3 separate regions of the Sus scrofa genome follow, and all the other regions are linked to region 1. A link is a contact called in public Hi-C data. All regions are on one chromosome and are shown on one strand. The core of a region is the stretch at or near the end of the contact, and the rest is flanking DNA. Distances in the headings are between cores, read along the strand shown. Region 1 holds the start of IL34 (interleukin 34). Region 2 holds the start of COG4 (component of oligomeric golgi complex 4). Region 3 has its middle 56 kb from the start of SF3B3.

Region 1 (3,511 bases), core at 475-2,974:
AGAAGAGGCACGAAGGATCCTCCTCTAGAGCCTTTGGAAGGAACATCACCCTGACGACTTTATTTCATGCTTCTGGCCTCCAGAGCTGTGACAGAATACATCTCTGCTGTTTTGTTTTGGTTATGGCCACACCCGCAGCATGCAGAAATTCCTAGGCCAGGGATTGAACCTGGGCCACAGCAGCGACAACACCAAACCCTTTACCACTAGGCCACCAGGGAACTCCCACTTCTGCTGTTTTAAGCCAAGTTTGTGGCAATGTGTCATGGCAGCCGAGCCTTCTTCAGCACCCCGGCCCCTGTCTGAGCCCTCGATCCACATCCCTCCCTCCCCCTCACTCTAGCCAGTCCTTGCCAATCCTTGACAAATCCTTGACAAATCATGAGCTTTGTTATCTCTGCCAGACCTCTTCATTCTCACTTCCACCTCTGGAAGGGACTCTCATTACCAGAGGCCCAAAAGGTTGCAAGAGCAACTCCCAAAAGCATCACCAGATCAAGCTCCAGAGAGCAGAGCAACACCCACCACAACCCCCAACTGCAGATCACAGATCTGCCCGAGCTCCCTGTTGTCTCATGAATTGGCAACTCCTCACCCGCGCTGTCAAAGCCTCAGCCACCTGAGCCCAAACAGCTCGCCAGCCTGGCCTCTCACTGATCCATTCCTGAGCCTTTGCTCACGCTATTCCCCTTCCCTGGAAGGAACACTGGCCTCACCTCCTCGCGTCAACACGTGTGAACCCACCCACCTCTGAGATCATTTCAAGTGGCACCCCACCCTGCTGTTTCTCCTGCTCCCCTGCTCCTCATGACTCAGAAGCTTCCAGAACACTGGGTCTGGGTCCTTCTACCCACTGTGAACATTCTGACCCTTCGCAGTACCCTCCCCAAGGGCCAGAGTAGAAGCCAGCTCCTCTATGAATCCCTCACAAGATCAGACCTGGGAGCTCATCCATCCAGCACACAGTTCCTAGCGCCTAACTCCATGCCAGGTGTTAGAGAGAGACGCACGAGATAGCCCAGGTCCTTGTCGCCATGGCAGTGCCTCTCCAGTGGGCAGGTGGGTGGCACCAGAAAAAAATATGTTGAATTTGAGTCAATTAAATGGAATCTTGGAGTCTGAAGGGAGCTTGGTCTGGCCTCCCACCAGCAGGATTGAGAGGCTTTTAGATGTTTTTTTCTTGTCCTCATTTCAACTAATTCTCCTTTTCCCAACAACACTGTTCTCTTTTCGCCTTTTGATTTAGCTCTTTATGGAGGCAGAGGCAGAGGGAACAAGCTGCACTTCTCCCATGTGTGTTGGGACGCAGACAATTTCACAAGCCCCCACCCCTGGCTGGCCACCCCCAGGGAGGCCAGAAATCCTTTCTCTGCCACCTCCATCCCACCATACTCCCCAGAACCAAGAAGTTTGAGCAGATGAGATTCCTGCTTCCTACCCCAGGACCTGCCCTGTCCCTGTGACCCACTGACTGTGCCCACCCAGTCTAAGATGCACAGCTACCATGCCCATCTGAGCTGCAGTCAGGTGGAGACAGGGCAGACAGCGTGGGAGTCCCCAAGGCTGCCTGCCATTAAGCTGGGAGGCATCACAACTTCTCACCAGGAAGAATGCCCTGGTTACCATGGTTACGGCAGAGCCCAGCTCTGGGCCAAGGCCTCCCCGGGCAGCCCCCACAGATCTCCCCAGTACTCACAGCACAGCCAAGCGAGTCCCCGGGGCATGGTGGTGCACTGGATCTCCCAGAGAGCAGAGGTGCTGTGCCCAGGGGCGTATCTATCCACAGAGGCCCAAGTGGGGCCTACATGGCCTCAGGTCAGCAAAGGTGGTCCAAAGTTGAGGAAGGACTGGCCACAGAGGGTGGCCTGGCAGAGGGTAGCAGGTGCTCCTGGGCAGGGCTCACCCTTATCTGCCTGGCAGTATGGAGGGCAGCTGGGGCGTGGTGGCTGGGAGTCCCATGGCAGCCAAGACCTGGCCTGAGACAGCTGCCTCAGGGTCTTCCTTCCAAGCAGGAGGAGAGAGTCCCAAGCAGGCCCCTCGGAATCTGAGGCTGGGTTGTGCTTTCTCTGATTTCTCCGTCTGCAGCTGCTCAGTGTGAAATCTGGCTCTGGAAAGAGAAAGGAGGAGAGAAACCGATTATGTAAGAGTGGTGCTGCCACTCAGCCATCAGCCACAGGCGTGCAGAGCCTACTGTGTAGGCTGCACCCACCACCCAGCTGGGACCACCTGGTGGCTGGCTACCTGGGGACCTGAGTAACATAATATCCAAAGGGCAGTCCTGGCCCAGGAGTGAGTTCCGGTGACACCAGCTGACAGCCTGGGGGCAGAACAACAGCAAAGCCAAGGAATGAATGGGCTGTGTGGGCTAAATCCAGGGAGTTTCCTGAAGGAGGTGAAGTCACAGATAAAGTACATGAAAGGCGTGGGCTGCAGGGAAGTTAAAAAAACAGATGGTTGACCCCTCCATGCACTTTCAGGCTTTTCTCATCCTCGGATTACTCCAAATCTGTTTCTCCAAATACTAGGTACCCAGTTACATTTGAATTTCAGATAAATACAAATTTTTTAGTATGATTATGTCATGAATACTTTTTTTAAGTATGTCCCAAATATTGCATGGGACATACCTATACTCACAAAAATTTTGGCTTATCTGCAATTCCTGATTAACTGGGAGTCCTGTATCTTTATTTGCTAAATTTGGCAACCCTATGATAATAATACAGTGGCTCTTCCCAAGAGCTCATTATGTGGTAGGCCCTCGGCTAAGGTCTTTATAGTCATTGAATCTTCACAACAACCTTATGGGAGCATAAAGTTTCATTTTATCAATGAGGAACTCAAGGCCCAGAAGGATTAAGATGCTTGTCTGAAGTCACACAACTTGTAAAAATTGCGACAGGAATTCAACCTCAGCCTGCTGACACCCAGATGTGAATTTCCAGCTGGGCACAGGGCTCAGGGCTCTGATGTGGTCATTTCATTTATACCTCACTGGACGCTGCGAGGTAGGGGCTGTTGTCCGCATTCTGCACGTGAGGAAACGGAGGCTCCGTGAGACTGAGTTGGCAGGCGACAGAACCAGCTTTGAAATTTAGCCTCTCAGTTCTGTTCCCTTCTCTAGACCTTTCCTTTTGTCCCTTCTGGGGAAATGGCCACGTGGTGATGGCATTAGGAGACAGGAGGTATGATTTGAGAGTCTTCCCCACCGTGGCGTCCATGGCATCCCCACGGAGAACCAGAAGTGCTGGCTCTCGCTCACACGGGCTCCCAGCAGCCAAGTAGGGCTTTGTCCAGAGAACACAGGCACCCCCTTCCGCCCCTCATGTGAGGTCACCCCTGAATCTTAGCTCCTCCTCGGATCTATTCCGCTAATCTTCCTATTACAGCAGCACCACAAACACTGGCCTAATTGAAACTTTTTGTAGTCATTGTTTTTGTTTTTGTTTTTTTCAGGTTTACTGAGGTAAAAGTTACCGATGCCAAAATTCACCTTTTAAAGTGCACAATT
Region 2 (3,511 bases), core at 312-2,811, 120 kb after region 1:
ATAAACTGAACTATTTTCCCTCAATTATTCAGAGACAAAAGCAAAGAATCTCGAGAAGTTCAAAGCTTACAATTGTATCTGTAATTAGCATGCAAATTTGGTTTTGTTAAATGAGAAAAGTTGAATGGAGTCTCAGACATAATTTATTCTCTTGCATCTCACTCCAGTTATAAAATTTCAAACATAATTTCAAACTTGCAGTTATCAAGAACAAAATTTACAACGAAACCCCTACCTTGTTGTGAATGTGATCTATATTGTAGGGTTGACTGTATGAAAGATACAGAATCTTTCAGAAAACAAACATAGGAAACCAAAGACCACTTCGGAAGCTTGGAAAACCTTCTCCTAGGCTACTTTTCGCCCTTTATAACTTACTGAAAAACTCAGCCTACTTTCTAGTTCCTTTACAACTAACAGCATCTAGTACAAACTTTGGAATTTATTTTCCCAAAACCTAGCTGGACCCAGGTTCCCCAACTATTCTTTTATCTTGGGTAACAAGGGAAATTGCATTTCAGAGGAAGATCAACCAAGCACTACATACCGGAAACTAGTAACGACCAAAACTTGGTAAATTTTGATTTCCCCCAATTCTACCTGCTGTCTATGAATATTAGGAAATGAGCCTGTGATTGCTCCTCCACCCCTTCTCCATGTACGAGAAGAACATCACCGCATTTAAACTCTGCAAAGTCTTCAAGATAGATATAATTATCCCCATTTTTGCAAGCGATAAACTGAGGATCAAAGAAGGAAATGAGTTGCCCAAGCACCAAAGCACAAATACAAAGGGTCTAGATTTCAAAGACTGTTTCCGTCCTTGACACTTTTAACACCCTTGATCTTTCACCTCCCCGTCGGTGTGCCGTTTACTTTCTCCAGTGGAAAACGTCTCTCCCGCCCCTTCTTACATCTCCCCCAAAGCCTAAAAGCTACGCAGTCTCTAGAAAGCTTATTTTGAGCTAGGCTTAGTTCCCACAGTGCGAACGGTCGCGAAACACAAGTTCGTGAAGCTGCCCTCCTGCGTTCCCCTCCATCACCTCCTAGACGCTTGCCCATAGTCCTCGGGCCTAAACTCTCTCAGAAACCCTTACAAAAGGCTCGGCCCACCCTTCTACATGGCCGCTCTCCACCTCTTCAGGCCTAGGGAGGTCAGAAAGCTGCTTCTTTACCCTGAAGCCAGGAGGATGGCGCAGATATCCAACAGATCCTCAGTCCCCTCAAGGCCTAATCCGCCGCTAAGCCCAAGCCGCCGGCATCCGCCATTAGCTCCTAAAACAGGGACCTTCCGATTGGCGCGCGACGGAAAAAAGGTCCTCAACCGGCGCCTGAAGAATGTACATATAAATCTCTTTAATGCTTCAGTCTTGCTTCCACGCCGCACGAAAAATTACTTAAACATATTTTTATGACTGTCACTTTTCCCAGGAAAATAGGGAATTAATAGACCTTTTTAAGTAGGCTTTTAAAAACATATATACAAATTCACTAGGCACTCCCGTGGGCAGCCCCAAGGACGTGGCGCGCCTACGAGGAGGGGGCCTCCCAGGGCCGGAAGCGCGGAATGGGAATCAAGATGGCGGACCTCGATTCTCCTCAGAAGCTGTCAGGGGTGCCTCCGCCGCCTGAAGGCGTGGGAGGAGGCCGCTGCTCGGAAATCTCCACAGAGCTCATTCGCTCTCTGACTGAGCTTCAGGAGCTGGAGGCTGTGTACGAACGGCTCTGCGGCGAGGAGGTGGGGGGCTGAGCTTCTCTTTCCAGGAGGATACAGGGGCAGTGGGCCTAGGAGCCGTCATTCTTGGGAAATCAGGGCTGTGGGAAGTTCTTTTCTTTACGAGGAAACAAAAAAAGCATCTACTCGAGAAGCAGGAGTGTGGTTGAATGTAATTGGGGCGATCCGACATCTCCGTCTGATGCCCCCAAGCATATTTTCGTGTTGTCTGGGCGATCTGCCCCGCCCCCTGTTGATTTCCCTGGCCCTTAATCATTAGATTTCTCCGCGGTCCTAAAGTTAGACTTAAGGGCATCTCCTCACACGCTTGCTTTTCATAATAAGAATAAAGGCTTTGTTGTAAGGGCTTATAAATTTTAAAGTGATGAAACGCTTTCACCTTACCTCATTTCAGCAAGAAATCATTGTAAATAAACAAAGCGTTTTAAGACTTTCTACTGTGGGAAATGATTTGGGGGTGTAATTTTAGCGTTTCAGTTCAATGCAGGGCTTTGTAGAATCTTGAGATGTTAAAACTCAGAAACAACTGTCTAATCGTGAATAAGTTATTTCAGTTCTTGTAGCTACCCCTGCATAGCGTCAAACCAGGGGCACTGGCTATATTATGTCCAGCAGCCTTCCTCACTTTTCCATGAAACTTAATGCTGTCAGTACTTTTTTTTTTTTTTTTTTTACTTTTTCGGGCTGAACCCGCGGCATATGGAAGTTCCCAGGCTAGGGGTGGAATCGGAGCTGTAGCTGCTGCCTATGCCACACCACAGCAATGCTAGATCCAAGCGGTGTCTGTGACCTACACCACAGGTCACTGGCACTGCTGGATCCTTAACCCACTGTTTGAGTTCGGGGATCAAACCCGCATCCTCATGGATGCTAGTCAGGTTTGTTAACTGCTGAGCCACAACAGGATCTCCCGTCAGTACTTTTTTTTTTTTTTTTGCTACACCCACTCTATGTAGAAGTTCCCAGGCCAAGGGTCAAATCCCCTCACAGCAGCAACCCAAACCACTGCAGTGACAACACCAGATCCTTAACCCACTGAGGGAGGCCAGGGATGGAACCTGCATCCTCATGGATCCTAGTCAGATTCATTTCCACTGAGCCACGGCGGGAACTCTCTTTGAGAGTTTTCAAGTATTAATTTATACCAATGCCGATAGACTTTTCAGCAAGATGTACTTTATAAAATTCAATACTCTTAACATTCCTAAGCTTGCATTCATTGAATCGGTCAGTATGTTAGGAAAAAAATTAAGTTGATCTTACAGACAGAACAATATTAGTTTTGGTTTTTGTTTGTTTTTCCCTTTTTTAGGGCTACAGCCGCAGCATATGGAAATTCCCAGGCTAGGGGTCAAATCAGAGCTGTAGCCACCAGCCTACGCCACAGCTCACAGCAACACCAGATCCTTAACCCAGTGAATGAAGCCAGGGATCAAACCTGGGTCCCCATGGTTACTAGTCAGATTTGTTTCTGCTGAACCATGACAGGAACTCCCTATCCTTTATATTTTAAATGCCTTCCTGTGTGAGGCATTTTGCCAATGAAATTGAATAAAGGTTTCTTTTCTCCCTCCGTGGTGTTCATCTCCTAGATGGAATAAGATACACATAAGGTAACATTATTTAATTTGATAAGTGCAAAAATGAAGTATTGTTTGTTAAAGTTCTATAGGAGTTTAGTGAAAGGAAAGAAGACATTTGAAGTGGGATTTACCCTTTAGCTAAGTGGTTGGATTAGATAATGCTTAGGGTTCCTTTTGACCATGCTAACAAAAG
Region 3 (3,511 bases), core at 433-2,932, 68 kb after region 1:
ACTAGAGCCTGAGTTCTCATGACAAGAAAAAAAAATTTAATTGTATCTAAAAATGAATTATTTGACTATACAAGTCAAAACATTATACTGTATACTTTCAACTTACAGTGATGTATGTCAATTATACCTCACTAAAACTGGAGGAAAGAAAAGAAAATCTTTCCAGCTGTGAGAATTCATAGAGAAATCAAGTCCAGAGGAGGTCCCTGAGTTATGGCCCAAATGTTCTCTTTATATCCGTCAAAACTCTACCTCCTCCAGCACCCATGTAGCCACAATAGAACGTGACAAAGTCAACAGACATATCAAAAGTAAAGCAGTACAAGGAGGAAAGAGAATGTAACTGTGGTGTGTGTATGGTGGGAAGGGAAGGAGATTCACATCCATAGTGACTCCTAAGGAGTTCTCTTCATGGCTCAGTGGTTAATGAATCCAACTAAGAAACATGAGATTGCGGGTTCAATGCCTGGCCTCGCTCAGTGGGTTAAAGATCTGGCATTGAGCTGTGGTGTAGGTTGCAGATACGGCTGGGATCCCGCGTTGCTGTGGCTGTGGCGTAGGCCGGTGGCTACAGCTCCGATTCAACCCCTACCCTGGGAACCTCCAGATGCTGTAAGAGTGGCCCTAGAAAAGGCAAAAAACAAAAACAAACAAACAAACAAACAAAAAACCAAAAAACAAAAAAAAAAACCCAAAAGAAAACCCCCAAAATCATGGATCTAATCAGAGGCAGAGACTTGACTGAACTCAGGACTGAAAATAAAATCTATACTCCCAAGAGATATAGTTACTTTGACTTACTGGGATTCTAAGGAACTAAGATCCTGCATGGGGACTTCTCTGTAGCATACACTATATCTGTCCTATCACTTTCTACAGTTGGGCGAGCCAAGGCTCAGAAGTTTTAAATGGCTTGCTCAAATTGAATCAGCTGTGATTTGGCCCAACCAGATCACACAAGTTGTCTGATTCTAGTTCTTTTTACTATAGACATATTTGGTTGATTATTTCACATGTTTAAGCTTCCTCTCCCTTACTAGAATGTCAAGTTCAGATGAACAGGCCTTGAGAATTTCTCACTGTGCTTAGCACAAATGCTCAGATTAACTCATGATTTGCCATCATCTATCAGATAATCCCTTCTAATATGCACCCAAATTTCTCTGACAATCCCAGAGTTTGTATCATTTTCCCTGGGAGAAGAGACTCTTGTAACACCTTGTAAGCACAAGATGATCCAACGTAAAATCCACCCTCAGCTATACTCTCCAGTGGGGCAATAATCAGATGACCACACATTCCCAGTTGTGATGTAAGATTTAAAGTTAAGATTTAGTATGACATGTTGTAAATCAGAAGGGCTTCGAATGGCCTAATGTCAAGTTTCTCTCCCCCCTGTTTTTGTGAATGAGGTTTCCTAGCTAAACAACCCTCTGTATCAAAGGATCAGGCACAGATCCTGCCCACTTCCAGAGAGCAAGTTTTAGCTCCTTGCCAGGCTCTAGGTTTATCCAGACAAGACAATCACAGCTTCTCACAGGAACCAGAAGTGTTCCACCTTCTTGATACTAAAAAGTCTGACTCCCTAAGGCCTTAGTTGTTTACTGGGTTACTGAGTACAACCTAATGCTGTCTTACAGTGTCCTTGAGTGACATGTGGTGTCTTCCTCTCACAGGTGTGATCATGTCCCCACTAAACTGCTATCTACATGATTAAGAACAACCAAAAAAGGACAGCAATTCCTGATTCTGTAACAGAGCTCAGTTTTCTTTTCTTACATATCCCATCTACTACTGTAGGAAGAAGTACATCAAGCTAGAGGGTAGGCGAGTTTCTGCTGTGGCACAGCAGAAACAAATGTGACTAGGAACCATGAAGTCTGAGGGTTTAATCCCTGGCCTCACTCAGTGGGTTAAGGATCCGGTGTTGCCATAAGCTATGGTGTAGGTCGCAGAGGCAGCTCAGATCCCAAGTTCCCGTGGCTATGGCTGGCAGCAGTAGCTCTGATTCAACCTCTAGCCTGGCAACCTCCATATGCCAAGGGTGAGGCTCTAAAAAAAAAAAAAAAAAAAAAAAAAAAAAAAAAAAAATCCCAACATGTTAGGAACAAGGAGCCACTGCTCAAACGTCTATGCTGAGTTTCTCATACTGCTGCATATCAACATCATACAATATGACAGGCTAAACAGAACAAGTGGGGAGCCACAGGAAAAAACAAATGCTGGAATTAAGCTATGCAAATGTAGTTCAAAAGTACTGTCTCTATGAGTTCCTGCTATGGCACCCTGGGATTGGCAGTTTCTCTGAAACACCAGGAAACAGATTTGATCCCAGCCCGGCACAGTGGATTAAAGGAGCCTGCACTGCTGCAGTTGCATATAGGTTGCAACTGCAGCTCAGATGTGATCCCTGGCTCAGGACCTCTGTATGTCATGGGTGGCAAAAAAAAAAAAAAAAAAAAAAAAGAGTACAGTCTACTATGCATACTCATGAGCTAAGTAAGAAAGAAGTATCATTTAGGGATTCAATCCCTGGCAAAATTTAGGGGGCTACTGACTGATCTAAACCCCAAGCCATGATTAAAGAAACATGCAGTTTCAGGGTATAACATCACGAACACTCTCTGTTCACTGTCAAAGATTTTATCTAATCACCTCCATTCCTGATTCTAAGCCAGTGCCTTCCACAAAGAATCAGTTCAATGGAAGCCCTGAGCACACACACACAAAAGTGTTTTACTCTACGAAGTACTCAAATGTGAAGTGACTCAGGCCTCTCCATGTTCAATGAAGCTGAGGATGCCTGGAACATTAAGGCTTCCCACACAACTTGACAGAGGAAGGCTGAATCCTCAAGTGTGAGCCGGAACATTTCTGAGACTGTGTCACTTCCAGTTGCTGCCTCCTCATATACTCCAAACATCCTCCAGAGCCTGGCTAAGATGTTGCAGACAGGGATCCTCTAAGTTACCCATAAGCTTTTTTTTTTTTTTCTTCCATAAATAGGGAGATGTACTGACTTTATTCCTGAGGGTAGGTTTTTTTGTACTCACTGATCCTTCCTAGTAGACAGATGGCAAACGACCATTATCAGGAGCTGTGGAAGTAAAAGGAGCATCTATTAAGAGACTAGCCAGTTGGAATCCATGCCAAATCCTTTACTCTAAGGCCTCAAAGTAGAAAGGAGTTAAAACAGGGAAGGGAGTTCCTGCGACTTGGGTCGCTGCTGTGGTGCAGGTTCAATCCCTGGCCCTGAACTGCCATGGGCAAGGCCAAGACAAAATTAAAACAAACAAATAAACAAACAAAACAGGGAAGAAGAAATCAGCCATCCTTCCTCACTAGGTATGGATAGATGACCACACCAGTGGTATGGAGGACCACATGATTGTTATTACTGAGCCCAAATTTCACCTGCATAGTTGAAAAGACTAAAGAAAGCCAAAAGCCATCACAGAGCTGGGAGAATGAGGCCATAAGGTGCCAGAAATCTAAGTAGGTAGCTGGAAGG

Evidence for each region. Hi-C and Micro-C count contacts between places; a contact is called where the count stands out from the background.
Region 2: a Hi-C map of skeletal muscle shows a contact between it and region 1, with 5 times the contacts expected there. The contact joins the promoter of COG4 here to the promoter of IL34 in region 1. A contact is called at or near these places in 1 of 5 promoter capture datasets (fetal skeletal muscle), 6 of 47 Hi-C or Micro-C datasets (embryonic fibroblasts, heart right ventricle, mesenteric adipose tissue and 3 more) and 1 of 2 datasets of contacts at active chromatin or transcription factors (skeletal muscle).
Region 3: a Hi-C map of skeletal muscle shows a contact between it and region 1, with 3 times the contacts expected there. The contact joins the enhancer-like site here to the promoter of IL34 in region 1. A contact is called at or near these places in 12 of 47 Hi-C or Micro-C datasets (brain, embryonic fibroblasts, mesenteric adipose tissue and 5 more).

The regions. Positions count from the first base shown.
Region 1 is chr6:13,646,451-13,649,961 of Sscrofa11.1, reverse strand. It overlaps IL34 (interleukin 34), which reads right to left and starts at 1,724. Exons shown (of 6, transcript NM_001285975.1): 1 at 1,697-1,724. The coding sequence starts at 1,724.
Region 2 is chr6:13,522,492-13,526,002 of Sscrofa11.1, reverse strand. It overlaps COG4 (component of oligomeric golgi complex 4), which reads left to right and starts at 1,561. Exons shown (of 19, transcript NM_001244337.1): 1 at 1,561-1,738. The coding sequence starts at 1,568. It overlaps SF3B3 (splicing factor 3B subunit 3), which reads right to left and starts at 1,484. Exons shown (of 26, transcript XM_021093803.1): 1 at 1,176-1,484.
Region 3 is chr6:13,578,767-13,582,277 of Sscrofa11.1, reverse strand. No RefSeq gene overlaps it. Among named protein-coding and RNA genes, the nearest start is that of SF3B3, 56 kb to the right of the region's middle. Within about 2 kb of position 1,682, at least 2 of the 83 cell types and tissues checked have an H3K27ac peak or open chromatin away from gene starts, as enhancers often do. A contact at or near this core is called in skeletal muscle, where this site is marked.